Linked DNA regions of Anas platyrhynchos: region 1 is linked to region 2. The links are chromatin contacts, called in public Hi-C maps. All regions are on one chromosome and are shown on one strand. The core of a region is the stretch at or near the end of the contact, and the rest is flanking DNA. Distances in the headings are between cores, read along the strand shown.

Region 1 (7,374 bases), core at 2,065-4,564, 67 kb after region 2:
CAACTGTAAAATCACATAAACATGTAGCTCTTTGGTAAGTGACCTTCGCTTATCAGAAAAGCTTTATAAGGTGAACTTTATTTATTACTTGTGTTGATAATTTAAATGTAAGGAGGCAAGAGGAACTATAAACCCCATAAGTCACAGGGCCTTATCAATCACATTATGCAAATGTTTGGAGCAGGAATGTCTGGGCAATAGTAGCATGTGCCAGCAGCAAATGCTTTAATTTACATTGTTTTGTCTGCCGCAGTCATGACTTCCTTCAGATTCTCCTTCACAAGAAAAGAGAATTTCAGCTGATGATGCATCACGGTGCCCCTGGCACAGTGCTGCTGGGCCAGGTGTGGGTGTCAGGCATGGGGGAGGCCGGTGCAGGAGCCCCCTGGGTGCCAGGCGCAGGGGCTACCTCTGCCCGGGGGACAAGAGCAGGGCTGTCACCAGCTCTGCAAACTTCTCTGGACAGGTTCTAGATGTGTGGTTGAGTTGTACAGCATGTGGTGATAAATGTGGGGGCCACGGGTCCTGGTGGTGGACAGTAACATCAGGAACTCCAGACGAAGCTTTGATGCACCCCGCTGCCCCGCAGAGGTTGCTTTGCATTTCCCGCAGTGCCGGCACCCTGCTGTGTGAGGGCTCGTCCTGCTGCTGCTCCCCTCTTCCCAAACGCCTGGGATGTTGAAGCAGTTCAGTCCTGCCCTCTGCACTCGCAGCTCTTTCAGTGTGGGGGTGTGTGGTTTGGGTACTGGGGCTGAGCGATGGGTGAGACCCCGACAGCCCTGCCACTGCGCCTGGCCCAGCAGCTGCGTTACGGAAAGTTTGTGTCCAGGATTGGGACAGGAGGCAAGCACGGGCTGAGCAGAGAAATAGAAAGCAGTGGCATGGTGGAAAGACGATTTGGTACCCACTGTGGGTTTTTTAGTCTCCTCTTGCAGCAGGGTTGTCTGGGCCCCTCCATCGCAGTGTACGCCGTAACCCAACGGCAGCCGGACGCTGGTGGCTGTGGCACCCCGCGGGGTTGCTGTTTGGAGTGCTCACTGGACGAGGAATGGCTTTGATGGGAAAACCTCCTGGGGTGGGAGGAAAGAAAGTGCATCACAAAGCCCGGGGGTGGCTGGAGTGAGGTCAGCGGGCCCGGTTTGGCCTTTTTTGGAAACAGCCGATGTGAAATGCCCGTCAGAAAGGTCTGGATCCACCATGAAGCAGGACGGGGATGGTTGCGTGTCTCCTCCGCTGCCCCACGGCTCTTGGTGGACACGGTTGCTTGGGACAGTGCTGCTGGGGCCCTGCTGCAGCCCTCCCAGCCCCAGACCTCCAGCGCACACCCCAGGCTGCAGCCGTTCCTGTGCGGGGCCAGGGCCATGGGGGGCTGGGGGTGCTTCACTTCCAGACGTGGAGCTCCTGGGGACCTTCTGGATCTGCTGCATCACACTGTAAATGATTACAGTTATCCACTCGCTTAAGTAATTTAAAGGATTATTTCTAGTCTCCCTGATTTATAGGTAACTTGGAGTTTTAAGTGTAGGCAAAAAACAAAACTGAAGCTGGCCTATCAGTCTTCCAAACTCTTAACTTTGTTGTTTTGAACAGAGTCATGGGAACATTTTTTTCCTAAGTAGGAGGTTATTACAGGACACTTATTAATAACTAGTCTTGGCTATTTTTAAGTATTTTCAACATACTCTATCATGATAGTACAGCAGAAAGGCTAAGTTTAATTCTGCTGCCCCGGTGCTCATAACTCACTTCTGTTTGTTTTGGCTCATTGGGACCCAAGTCCTAACACTGCTTTGCAGGAATAGCGAGAGCCTGAGGACTGTACCACTTGCTGTTGTTTGGAGCTGCTCATTTTCTAAGAAAAATGAGCATAAGGCATTCTCCTCATAGAGGAGAAACTAACAGCTGAGTTTGATTTACAATTAAATTTTATCAGGTTTTTCTGGGAATGCCAGAGTCAGCATAGCACAGCTGTGGGTAAAACTCTGGTACTGCTGAACTGGATGGCAGAACTTCAGGGAAAAATGTTGCAGGCTAAGAACAGAGCCTGCACATTGGCATTCTTGGTAATTAAGAAGTATAAGCAGTCTGCTCTTAAAATGGGATCTGTGTGAAATGACCAAAAGAGGATAAACCCACTCCTCCAGGAGAATTGAGCATTTCAGACAAGAGAAATAATTTACGGTATAATTTATTAAATTTCAGTTTGCCATATGCAATAAATTATAGTCAATATAATGATAGCATTGTTATAAAATATTACCATGAAATACTTGTCTAATATCTAATGTAATTTATACAAATAAGAACGGTAATTATGATATTTAGAAATTCAGTGTTAATGGGAAGTGAGCAAAATATTAAGGAATTTCACAGTAAATTCAGGGAAATATGTCATTATTATTGCTTTTGTGCAACAGTTTATAATGCACGCATACTGCATGAGAAAGACAAGGTACAGTCGCGTTGTGTCTCTAGAGCAAATGCATTCCCTGAAGGCTGAACTTATTGCACCCATACGGTGCACTTCAAAGCATTTTAACAAATGCAGAATGATAAATGATCAGTAGCTGATCAACCTCTAGACTCTCCATTCTAGCAGACAACAGCGAGGCTTAGAAAGGTTTCAAACTTTAGGTAACAAGTTCAGGAAGGCAAAGCAAACACACGAAGTCAGTAAATGCTCAGTCTGTGAGCAGCACCCGCCGTGCGGTGCTGTGGGGCTGGCTGGGGCGCGCTGGCCCCCTCCGGGCATCGGCCCCAGGCTGCGGCGCTGCCGCGGGCAGTCCCGGTCCCATCGGCTGTCTCCCAGCACCGTGCATCCTGCCGGGAGCTCGCAGGGCAGCACAGCGTGCCGCCCGCGGCAGGAGGTGGCGAGCAGTCTCATCCCGAAACGTTCTCCTCCATTGCCGTTCCCTTCGCCAGCTCAGTGGACTTTGATGGAGTATTTCCGAAATTTCAGGAACTGGAGGAGCTTGTCTTTTCGCCTCTGCTTTAGAGCCATTAGTGCTCTCGTTTTCTCCTCCACGTCCTGGTCGGTGGCGAGGATGATCTTGGCTCTCTCCTCTGCCTTCTTGTCTCCGGAGTGTTTGAAGAGTTTCTGGAGCGACTCTTCGTCGATGCTCTCAAAGATATTGGCCACGGCTTTCTTGCGCAGGGCTGTGTCGAAGCGGTAGCCGTGGACCGAGGGGCTCACTCTCAGGGAGGTGGACATGGCTGAGGTTGTGTTGCTTCTCCTTGCTTTCATCTACGTCGGATGCTCTGGGGTTTGCCTTCTGGGGCTGATCAGAGGGATCTGTGTGGTAGCTGTGCTGAAGGCTGCTATTTAAAGGCAGGCTGAGAAAAAGCCGGAGAGCTCAAGTTACAGTGATGAGGTCACGCTGATGTCAACACTGAATAGTCATAGGCAAGTTAACATTTAAGTTGCCAACTTTCCTCTATTGTGCAGCCGAGTGTAAAAAATTGCTGAGATTCTGCTGTGAGTTTTTCTTTGACCTGGTTCAGGAGGGGATTCGCACAACTCCCTGCACTGCTGTGTGTCTTTGAGGTTGTACAGTTCAAGCTGCACTCGTGGCCTTTCGTTGTGCTCAGAAAAGCTCTGCACTTAGAAAACCTTGCCTGCTGCAACAGGCTCTTGCACCTAATAAAAAGTTAATATTGGGAACTATTGCAGTACTAACAAGAGGTTAGCTGTGAGCCTGTGCCTGCAGATGTCTACTTGTCTGTATCCCAGCCAGACAGAAGGACAAGGCAGCAAAACCTGCTCAGGTCTATGTATGGGATGCTTTCTGCTGCTTTCTAGATGGAACAGGTCACATTTAGTGCTCACAAAGCTGTATTTTCAAAGCAGTAAGCCATTCAGCAAAGGCAGCTAATCCGTAAATTCTTCTGCAGTGATTTTCCTGGGATGTTACAACCTGGAGCTGCCCAATTTGCACGTAGCGGGGCAGCAGTGGCATCTCTCTGCCCCACGCTGCACAAGGTTAGAAATCTAACCTTGTGGAGAGCTGCACCCCACTAAATCTGGCCAGGAATGGCAGTGGGTTCAAAGGTTGCTCAAGGCCAAGGATCCAGAGATAAGTGTATTTTTGTTAATGGCTTAAAAGTGGCCGGATGCTGCAGGGGCACTGTTTAGAAAACCAGTTGTTTGTATACCAGCTGTGCTGATGATTCTCCATTACTCATTCCCACTCAAGGAGGCCACAAACAAGCTTTGTCCCCGTGACTGTCCACTACTTAGGGGGGTTCCCTTGTTTATGGGAGAGCCGTGGAGGTGACAGGTGATTGCAGCAAGGAGCAGAGCCGCAGTGACGTCCCCTGGTTGCTTGTCACTCCATCCTCCCTCCTCTAACACCTCTGTTCCTTCGGACAGAAGGCAGGGATGTGTCCCTGCACAGTCCTGCAGGAACCCTCCCCTGGCTCTATCGAGGAAAAGCCCACAAAGTCCATGTGCTAGGCATTTGTGCAGGCATAGAATAATGGCACTAATAAAGTAATTGTGAACTGTATTGCTTACTAGACAATACAGCAGGCCAGGCTGCTGCTCAGGCAGCAAAACAATCGGTAGTCACCAGCTCCATGCACTTAGATAACAACTGAACCTCTGCACTTCCTGCTGGCGGGGCTCACCGTGCTTTTTATCTGTAGGAGAGGGAGTGGATTGCATTTAACTGCTTGACCACTTTCCTATCTGTGACTTAGGGAATCGTAAATAGAGCCGGGCACACCCTGGCGCAGCCCTGCACGCTCCATTCAGCCGCATCCTGCTGGGGGACGGGGTTTTCCTGCGGCGGCTCCGCCAGGCGCTGCTCGGTGCCATTGTTACCTGCATGAGCTCTCGCTGCACGTGCCTGGGATTTTTTTCCACTAGTTCTGCATCACCACCATTGTATGGCTTGCTTTTTACAGTTTTCCTAGGTTTCTTTTGTATCTGCTAGCTATTACATGATTCGGTGTATAAACTGAAACCTTTACAAAACCTCTTAATTCTCCTCCTGCCAGAAAAACTTAAAAGCCTCTTACTTTACTGTAACTTTGCTGACTTTGAGAGCATTACACATCAGCTGATGCTTGCTCAACATTTGCAGGGTAAATCTGCCCTTAAAATAGGATCTTTTTGATGTGGCTGGCTTCTGGGCCTCTGCCTGTGGAAGAGCTCCATGTTTTATCAATGGCTTGCTAAAAAGAAATAGGGGGGAGCAGTGGAAAGAAGGAAGGTGCGTGTTGATTTCCTCTCCTGCTCAGACGCAAAGTGCTGCCTGAAGTACTGTGTGAAGGGAAAACCTGCCTGTAAAAGTGTCCATCTGAAATGCTAAACATTATTTGCTTCACTGAACAGAGACGCACACTCGTAACGTACTTAGGGCCAGAAAACAGCACCAGGAGATCAGCGGTGATCTTGTAGATGTAGGAAACAAACCTTCCCTCTGCAAAGCACGATTTCCCGTAGCTGAAAAGAGGAACTGAGGCATGTTAACATATGCCTACTTTTTACTGTTTTTACCGCACATGGAATCGTTCTGCAGGTATTTGCAGAAATATGGCTGATAGCATAAATTAGCAATATTTGTGGCAGATACAAGCTCAGAAAAGTATCTGCCATGGAAACCGAGAATAAAACTGATGCTTTAAGAGTAAGACATCAAAAAGCTGCCAAGATGAAGAATGTGTTTTTTTTTGTGAGCTCATCTTGCATTGAGCAGTAACAAATGCCTGTGCCCCTTCAAGCTTCTCTTCCCACTTTGCATAAATTTAGTTGTGTTCAACTCTGACTGGGAGATGAAGCATACCTCGTCTGTTTTTTCCACTATTTTTTATATCATTCTTTTAATACTGCCTTCCCAGTACTGCCTAGGAGGAATTATTCATGTGTTGGGCTGGAGAGAAACTTCAGACAAGATGCGATTTCTATCACAGCTCTCCTGCTATTATTGTATAATTGCTTCGTGAATGTAAACGCTCTGTTTCACACGTTAATGGGAGGATTAATCCCAACCCGCTATTCTGTCTCTGCAGAACAGCTTAGCCACATCCCTGCTTTTTGGGAGATGACGTACGTGGAGGGTTCCTGCCATGGGGCTCTTCTGTGGGAGGAGGAGCAACCTTGTCTGAGCTTGGGGGTCCTCCCGCGGCAGTTTTGAAGCTGAGGCACCTATTTTCTGTAGGTTAAACCAATCTTCTGGCTCTAGCAATCAGAGCAAGCAATCACTGGGGGAAAAGACTCGGAGTGGGTGACTCGGAGGCCACATCTCCCGGCCAGGATGGGAAACATCTGCCTGGGGGGCATCCACAGCAAGGGGCTGCTGCAGGAGTCCTGTGGGTGCCCCCCATGCTGGGCAGCCCCGATCTCTGCTCCCTGCTCTGCCAACCAAGAGCCCCGCGCTGGGCCCTGCGTCCCTCAGCCCCTGGCGTGGCCGGGGAGGTGGCAGCTGGGAGCCACGGGTGCCTTCACCCCTGCAAGCTCTTGCAGAGAGCTTGGTCTGCATTGGTGTAGCAGTCCAAAATCAGTCCAAACAAGGCAATCTGGGATGCATTTTGTGAAGGCATGTTTTGCATAGCTTTCCTTTCGCTCGCCTGCCGAAGCCCGCACTGCTTGTACGATCGCCTCAGTATTGAAAGATGCGGCAGCCCCAACGAGCACTGGAGCTGCAGAGGCCTCACCAAGCAAAATATTGATGTTGTTCCCTAGAAGAGATTTTTCAAAGTAGGCTTCCAAGATCCCTGTTTGGCTGCCCGTTCTTTAGGATGCTGTTGTCCAGACTCCTGCAAGAGAGGCAGGAACTTCTGAAGATGGGCCGGGTGCTTTTCATTGCGCTGGGGCTCGGGGGAAAGCAGCAAATAGCAGAGAGGGCAGGATAACACCTCTGGCAGAAATTGTGCTCTGTGCTGCCAGCAGGAACACAAACAGCTGTTAATTCTGGCAATCAGGGTGAAATAAGGAACCAGACCTGTGTGACAGCTCAAACACGGAAGCAGGAGCGTGCAATCAGTGCTCAACTGCACCAATTGTTATCAGATTCTTTAGCCATAAAACTTTAGCTGTAAGAGATTGTGGGGAAAAAAAAAAAAGGGGGGGGTGGGGGGGGGGCAGCTAATCTATCCTTGAAAATGGAGTTTTTAGTTTTTCAGACCATCTGCCTTTTAAAATACCAGTGAACTGTTAAACAGTATTGCTTTCCTCATAAAGAAATGAGGATTAACTGCCCTAATCTTTGTTTGGCAAAGTCATATCTTAAATATTCAGAAACTGAGTATGTAGAAGGGCTTTTAGAAGGCTTTGGGACAGGAGAGGGATGTGAAATTATTGCCTTGAAAACACGTGTGTCTTTAGCTCATGGCCAGAGCATGCTTGGCTCACAAGGAGCTCCCTTCTCCTGG
Region 2 (7,242 bases), core at 3,050-5,549:
TAAAGCCGTGATTGCCAGACGGCCTGGGAACATTTGGCAGCAGCTCTGACACTATTATTTCTTAACTTGCGTTTGCTATCAAACAAAAGCGAGAAAGACTCTACACAAATATTTGAACACTCATAATTTTGTCATTCATTCAAAAAACGAACTCCAACTTCATTCGGTGATGCTTTCAGAAAAGGGAGGGGTGCCTTAGCCGTAAGGTTTTTCACAATAGGAAAGTGATCTCTCATCGCTACAGCAAAATATTGGTGATGATTTTCTGTTGCTTCTGCTGTACAAGGTTGTAGCCCTCAGAGGGTTTATGTCACCACTATTTCTGATGAATTTCTCCAATCATTTCCAACATCTTCCATCAGATTGCATCCAGTCACCAGGTTGAGTTATAAAGAACTGCAGGGGAAAAATACCTGCTACCTTCATTTATCCAGGTGTGGGTGCCTGCAGTGCCCCTTTGTTGTGGCTCAGTTGCTTTCTCCTTCTCGTGCTCCATTCCTGAAGAGTGGCAAGGACGACAAGTTAGGTGCCATTTAAGTACAGCTATGAATAAAAAGCTTTGCATGCAAGAAATAAGTCAAACATTAGTTCATTGCCAGAGTGCTAAATTGTTTCTAACTTTGTGTTTTGCTTCATGCAGCAAAGTAAGACTTTCTCACTTCCCTCCCACAGCAAACAGGAATGTAAGGCAGACTGTCGTGAGCTGTTTAGCATTTTGAAGTACTTGAAATAGTCAAACTTGCAGCTTTTATGTTTGTGTTAGGACAGAGCAACGTTTTTAACATTTGACGTCTTGTGAGTGTTTATTATTAATTTTCATGTTGCCGCTCAGGGAATGATGATGTTTCCTGTTCTGTAGTAGCTATGTGCTGAATAACAAAACGATAAATCCACGTTTGTGGGGAAGTCAACTTTCATCTGTTTCTCTTCAGGAGGGTTTGGAAGACACGCGATGTTTTCATTAGTTGTCAGACTGGGTTCAGCACGCCTTAGGACTGCCTGTAGTTGTAAACTGCCCCTGAGGAACATGGCTTTACAAGAAAATGCTTTGTGTTGTGAGAGCTGAGAGGAAATCCCTGCCGTGCCAGAGCACGCGGGTGAGGCAGGCACTGGGTCCATGCGAGCCTCGGGGGGTACCAGCACAATCCCCGCAGCAGCAGCGTGTCCTGCGGACACCCTCCCTCCTTCTCTGCTATCGGGTGAGCACCAACAGCATCAGGACAGGCCTGGATGCATGGCCACGGTACCGGCTGTCCAGCTGGCGGCCGAGCAGCATGGCATACTGCTGTCATATTTCCTTAGCGAGTGGGAGACGTAACTCCTGCGGACACCACCAGCTCTGCAGAGCGAAGAGCTTCCCCTCTGGTCCCCGTGGTTCCCCTCTGGCGGCAGCTAACGTAAAGAGGGATAAAGCTGAGTAAAGGATCCCTTAGATTTGGCTTTGTAGCCTGGGGCGCCTGGCAAGTGGCACGTTGAATACATCACAGAGCTCCCGGGCTGCCGCAGTAGCTATCTGTTCGGGCAGTGCCAGAAGCCTGCACATCTCTGGTTGTGGCCTCTCCTGTGGCCAAGGACAGAGGCAGGAGCAGGACAAAGGCTCCTGGTGAGGTGCAGATTGTTGCTGGAGCAGGAGCAGGCTGTGCATCGCAGCCCTGTGTGAAATAAATCCACACACAACGAGGAGGCAGTTGGCCAGACAGCAGAACGAGTAGAATAAACATCTTCAGCAGGAGTCAATTAGGCGGTCACTTTATTAACTAATGCCCAAAAGAGCTCGTTTTGCTAGCGCTGTGCAGAGCGTGGGTCACATCAGCAGAAGTGAGAAAATTCTTCTTCAGGTGTTTCTCCAAAGGAGACGTGGACAGGAGGATGACAGTGCCTCACAACCAGCAATAATCCGGGCAGAGAACACCTGATACCTTGGCAGGTGTCATCAAAACAATAGAGGCTTATAAAGCCCTGGAAATGGATAAGGTTGTAAGTAACATGATAAGTAAGATATGATTTCCTTGAGGAAGGTTAATAGACGTGCAATCCCGAGTAGGTCAACAGAAGACCTGCAGCAACGTGAACTCTCTGGAGCTGTGGAGACAAGTGCAGTGGGCTCAGGTCATAATTATGTGTCTAAATAGGGTTTGTTGTGCTCCCTGTTGCTGTTCCTGGCACCAGGCACTGAGGTGGTTCCGTTGCTTGCCATCCTGTGCTCTGCTGGGGCTCAGCTGGAGCAGCAAGGAGCCTCCCCATCACAGGCGAGCCTCGAGCTCCTGCCTGCAGCCTTAAAAGTTGCCTATCCTTGTAGCACAGAGAGAGTGCAGTCTGTTAATTATTTAGATAGCAGAGATTTCATCTGGAAAAAAAATAGTCACATAAAATGGAATTTTTGAATGAGGTGTGATAATTAAGTACTAGTTGTGTGTTTTTGTATTCCAATGCTATCTAAATTTTATTCTACTTGAAGCTGTTTTCCCATGGTTTTGTACAAAAATACTGTACAAAGCAGGAAACTTATGGCAAACAAGGTGCAGCTCCATTATGTGAGGACCTGTCATTGTTTTTTCTTTTGAAGGTATTTGGATCACATTTGTTATCACAGACAGTCTTGTGGTGAATCTGAGGGGAAATGGGACTAAATTAAGGTCGTGGATTGCTGCATTTGTCACTTCGTAATATGAAAACCTTTGAATGAGGGGTCTGAATATAGAGTATCTTTTTCCATCTGCTACACTAAAATTATTATGGTTTTCCCTGTTCTTTCCAATACCAAATACACTGAAAAATAAGAATCCTGAGATATTATAAATCTGTTTCTCTATCTTGAGAAGCTGATGGCTTGGCATGTTTTGTTTATTCTCCACTGGCAATTTTTCCTGGAAGTAGCAATGTAAGGAGGAGAAATTCAGTAGATTCAGTCACAACAATGAGATGTGTAACGGCAATTTTTAAATTTTATGTTATTTATTTATTTTATGAGAAATGGTAGATTTTCAAGCAATGCCATCTGGAATATCTGGTGGGACACTGCAACCACTGCTGATTATTCCCGGCATCCAGTGCAGGATCTGCTTCAGGGTCTGGGGCTATCAGCTGTGGAAAGCTAACCCCCGAGTGTTCCCTTCTGCAGAAACCGCCCTGAGCTCCCTCAAGCAGCCACACACGGACCGTCCCCCCGTGGTGTCCTCGCCGCACCAGCGCAGGGACTCGGACCGGTACTGCCAGCTGTGCGCCGCCTGGTTCAACAACCCCATGATGGCCCAGCAGCACTACGACGGCAAGAAGCACAAGAAGAACGCGGCCAGAGCCGACCTGCTGGAGCAGCTGGGGAAGACCCTGGACCTCGGCGAGCTGAGAGGTGAGGGCAAGGGGAGAGCAGGGGGCTGCTGCTGCCTTCCGAGTCGGATGCTGCTGTGAGATGGCGCTCTGCGGTTCAGCAGCATTATTTAGAAGTTGTTTTCTAAGCTTTTCTTTGCCTCTCCCTAAAGTAGTCTCATCTGTTAGTACATCCATCCTTGAGCAAGTGTTGGATGATCCCTCTGAGCCTAGAGGAAAGGAGGGCAGAGCTCAGCCCGGCTGGGAGCCCAGGAGCGGGGCTGCTCCACTGCTGCAGGCAGAGCCCGACCCTGCTGCAGGGAGAGGGAGCACACAGTGTCTAATGTGACTTAATTGGTGTGTGTGAAACTCTGCAGCACCCTGGGCCCAAGAGAAGTATTGATTGTTTGCTATCGGTGTGTTAAACATAGATTTGCTGTTTTCCTGCTGAAGGGAGAGTGTCTCTCTGGGCTGGTCCAGGCAGTGAGCGAGCCGAGCCCTCCTCAGCTGCCGTGCCTGCTGCTGGTGTATCGTGTTGGTGGCAGGCAGATGCTGGTCATTAGCTCACTTAAAGTTGTGTGTGTTTATGGAGATGTGCTAATTTAAACCACCTGAGGATGTGTCCTCACACTGAACTCTGAACAAAGCTCCTTTTTAATATAGAGATATAATTACTGGAGAATAGGTAAGGACCTCCATTTGAAAGAGCGTTCTCTGTGGTCTCCAGATATAATCCTGCATGTACACAGTATGTCTGACTGAAATGTGCTGAGCAAAAACTACAGGTTTGATTTTCAAAACCATATGGGAGAGCATTAACATTTTAAGATACCTTCTTTTTCCTTGCTAAATGAAATAATTTTCCTTTAAATACTAATTACTGTGCGGTATGTTGTGCATTTCTTGATCTCCAGTAAGCCTTGTAATGGTTATCCAGATCCTTCGTGTGCTACCCGGTGTGACTCACAGTGCCGTAAATGATTCATGTGGCTGAGTCACTGCCCACTGCTGAAAATACACAGGGAAATAAAACCTGGGACAGTAACATGGAAGTGCTTAGTACTGCGAACTCTGCCAAGCTCAGGAGTGGCTGAAGATGTCACTAACTGTAAATAAATCAACGGCGAAGTGCTTTATTCATTTAGCTCCTGCTGAGGAGGGTTGAAGTCGGAGGGCTGTGTGTCCTGCCAGCACCAGCAGGACCGTGTGGGGTGTGAGCACCTGCAGCGTGGGCAGAGGTGAGCTCTAGGTGCTGCAAGCTGCACAGCCAGGCCAAGGAAAGCGGGGCAGGCTGCTGCTGGTGTACAAAACCAAACCAAACCAACCAAAAACCAACCAAAAACCAAAAACAAACAAACAAACAAAAAACACAGAATGAAATCTCCTGGATGTCCAAGGAAATAGTTTACTTTGGCAGATTGTGTCAAGTATTACTTCAAGAAAAAGGTTCAGAGTTACCAAATGGCAACCTGTCCTGTGCTGGCAACTGAGACCTCGTCTGACCATTGATTTCAGTGTCCTGCAGTTTGGTGTCTGCAGGACGTGGTTGGTGTCATGGCCATGTGCTCTCTGTTCCCTCTGCTTGTTTTGAAACCTCACTGTTCACTAGAATGCAGACTCATTTCCTTTCCATGCTGTCCCTGGCTTTCCCAACACAAGTTAAATATTAATTGTATTTTGACTACTGTGGGAGACGTTTGATGCGTTGTGTAAGCCTGGAAAGAGCAGTGTCAGTTGAAGTACAACATTTCAGCAGCCTTTGATGCTTTGATAATGGCTATAATAAAATATTTATTGATAAATATGAATGTGTATTTGGAGAAATAAGAATAGAGTTATATTTTTGGACAAGTGATATTTATGGGAAACAAAAACATTGATTCTTCTTGCCAAGTGCTCATCTTGCAATTTTGAAATCTTACTTCTTTTCAGAAATGAGAAGGGGGAGGGGGGAGCAAAAAGATGCCTCAATAACAGCACCATTTCACTAGCGCGTTCCAAGGTAAAGCTACGACGCACGTGAGCACTCGGTCACGTAGTCTGAATGCTTTGGCCAAGCAGTAGGTGCAGTTCAGGGTGATGGAGAATGATGATTTTGTGTGAGATCTAGGTAGTGGGATTGCATTAAAATTAAATGCCATTACAGTGGCGCTGCAGAGTGCAGAGCAGGGGGAGCTGAACCACTGCAGCTCCTTTCAGGGTGCTGTGCCTTGGGTCTCACCTTTCTGCTGGCTCTCTGTGGTGCCTGCCAGTGAAATTTGGATTTTACAGAGTGATGGAGACAGATTAGGGGCCAGCCTGTAGGTGGGATGCTGTAAACCATGTGAACATGAGTCGTCTTCCCAGAGCACTTGGTACCTGGTGAACAAGAAAGGCACCAGTCCCTAGAGCCCAAACCAGTGCCTGTCAAAGGGATTGCACCATGAAGCCCTAGAATAAAATATAGCAACCTCTGCAGTAAAGCAGAATGGGAATGGTTGCACAGGGTTGTTGTCACCTACAGTCTTTGTATTCTCCATACAAAGGTAAATTGTCAGAGGTGCAGACTTTATCTTGAAAAATCAGGCAAAGAGCTGAGTTTAATTTTCCTCCATGGCTCGTAATTTCCTTGTATGCCTTATAAATACTTTTTGTACTGTGCTGTCGCTTTTGGTTAGTAAGAAGTGATTTAACAAGTACTCCCCTGGAATGTGTTTTAATGCATTTTATGCAGAATGACATTAATGACTTTACTTTTTAATATTTTATTTAATGGAAATAAGAGTGCATTCAATTTTACATGCTTGTCATGATTCAGGGGAGAGAATGCTGATATGTCATGATGATGCAAAAGTAAATGTGAATATAGACAGAACACAGAATTTACTAACAAGCTACTCTGGCTGGGACCACCTTGGCATTGCAGACTACCTTCTGTACTGATATTCAACTCCAGCACGCTTTGTTCAGGCTTTGGCTGGGCGCATTTTATGACACCAGTTTCCACTGAGTTGGCAACCTTGGTAAGCTCAAGTGAGATCAATACTCTTAATTTTGGGAGTGATCGTTGCTTTTAGTTTCATCCTGCAGTTTATCCAAGGCTATTTTTATTGTTCTGTGTCTAATTTCAGTGGAGGCCATTTCACACCTGAGGCTTCAGCTCCACAAATCCTTCTCAGGGCTCATGATTTTGGCTGGCAGGTCGGGCAACCCCTTGTTTGCAACTGCGAGATGCTCTGACGTGCTGTGGAAAGAAATCGGTGTCCCCAGTTCGGAACTCTAGTGACTGGTGGTGTTTCCACCTACACAAGTAATTAAGGGTCAGTAAGGCTGTTGTTAGTGTCTGCCATTAAACTAGCCGCTGAGCATTAGAACCTTATTACCTTAATTTAAAGTGTTGCCAGGTTCTCAGGCTGCAGTCCTGGTGTCTGCCTTGCTGGGGTCACGGCATTGTCCAAAGGCTGCAAGAGGTGCTGAGGCACCTCCCGTCCCTGCTGCGGTGCCTCTTCCATCCCTTGCCCTGTGGCATGAGCGCATCTGGTCCCTGCCTCCTAGAGCCCAGTGCAACGTGCATGGGCTGCCAGCGGTGGTCAGAGCGTGGCTGTAAATCCATTGCTGCTGCATCTCCAGTACACTCAGTAAGGAGAGCATCCAAAAACGTATTTGCAGTGTGATTTTTTTGCCATGCCACATCGCAACACACAATGATGTAGGTGACTGCTTAAATACCTCTACCCTATAGCTTACTCCCTTTTCTCAAGTACTCACCTGGATATTTTTAAAGATGTTTAGCTTTATGTTGGGCCAAATTCCTAGGTGAGAGATGCTCAAGGTGTTTGACCAAAGTGGGGCTGTTTTGTCTAGCTAGGGTCTGGTGTTCAAAAAAGATAAATGTGATTTTATGAGAGCCTGCAAGACATAGCTGGGGAATGGTTAGTGTATATCCTATATGGTTAA

What was found. A called contact is a pair of places that touch in the nucleus more often than the background predicts.
Region 1: a Hi-C map of skeletal muscle shows a contact between it and region 2, with 1.9 times the contacts expected there. The contact joins the promoter of TCIM here to the enhancer-like site in region 2. A contact is called at or near these places in 2 of 8 Hi-C or Micro-C datasets (liver and skeletal muscle).

What each region holds. Positions count from the first base shown.
Region 1 is chr23:473,360-480,733 of IASCAAS_PekinDuck_T2T, forward strand. TCIM (transcriptional and immune response regulator) reads right to left here and starts at 3,315. Exons shown (of 1, transcript XM_005029473.6): 1 at 2,173-3,315. The coding sequence starts at 3,244. The coding sequence ends at 2,924. All of the region lies in intron 2 of LOC139999357 (a long non-coding RNA gene), which reads left to right.
Region 2 is chr23:405,407-412,648 of IASCAAS_PekinDuck_T2T, forward strand. ZMAT4 (zinc finger matrin-type 4) reads left to right here. Exons shown (of 7, transcript XM_005029474.6): 5 at 3,122-3,349. Among named protein-coding and RNA genes, the nearest start is that of ZMAT4, 40 kb to the left of the region's middle. Within about 2 kb of position 4,300, at least 2 of the 8 cell types and tissues checked have an H3K27ac peak or open chromatin away from gene starts, as enhancers often do.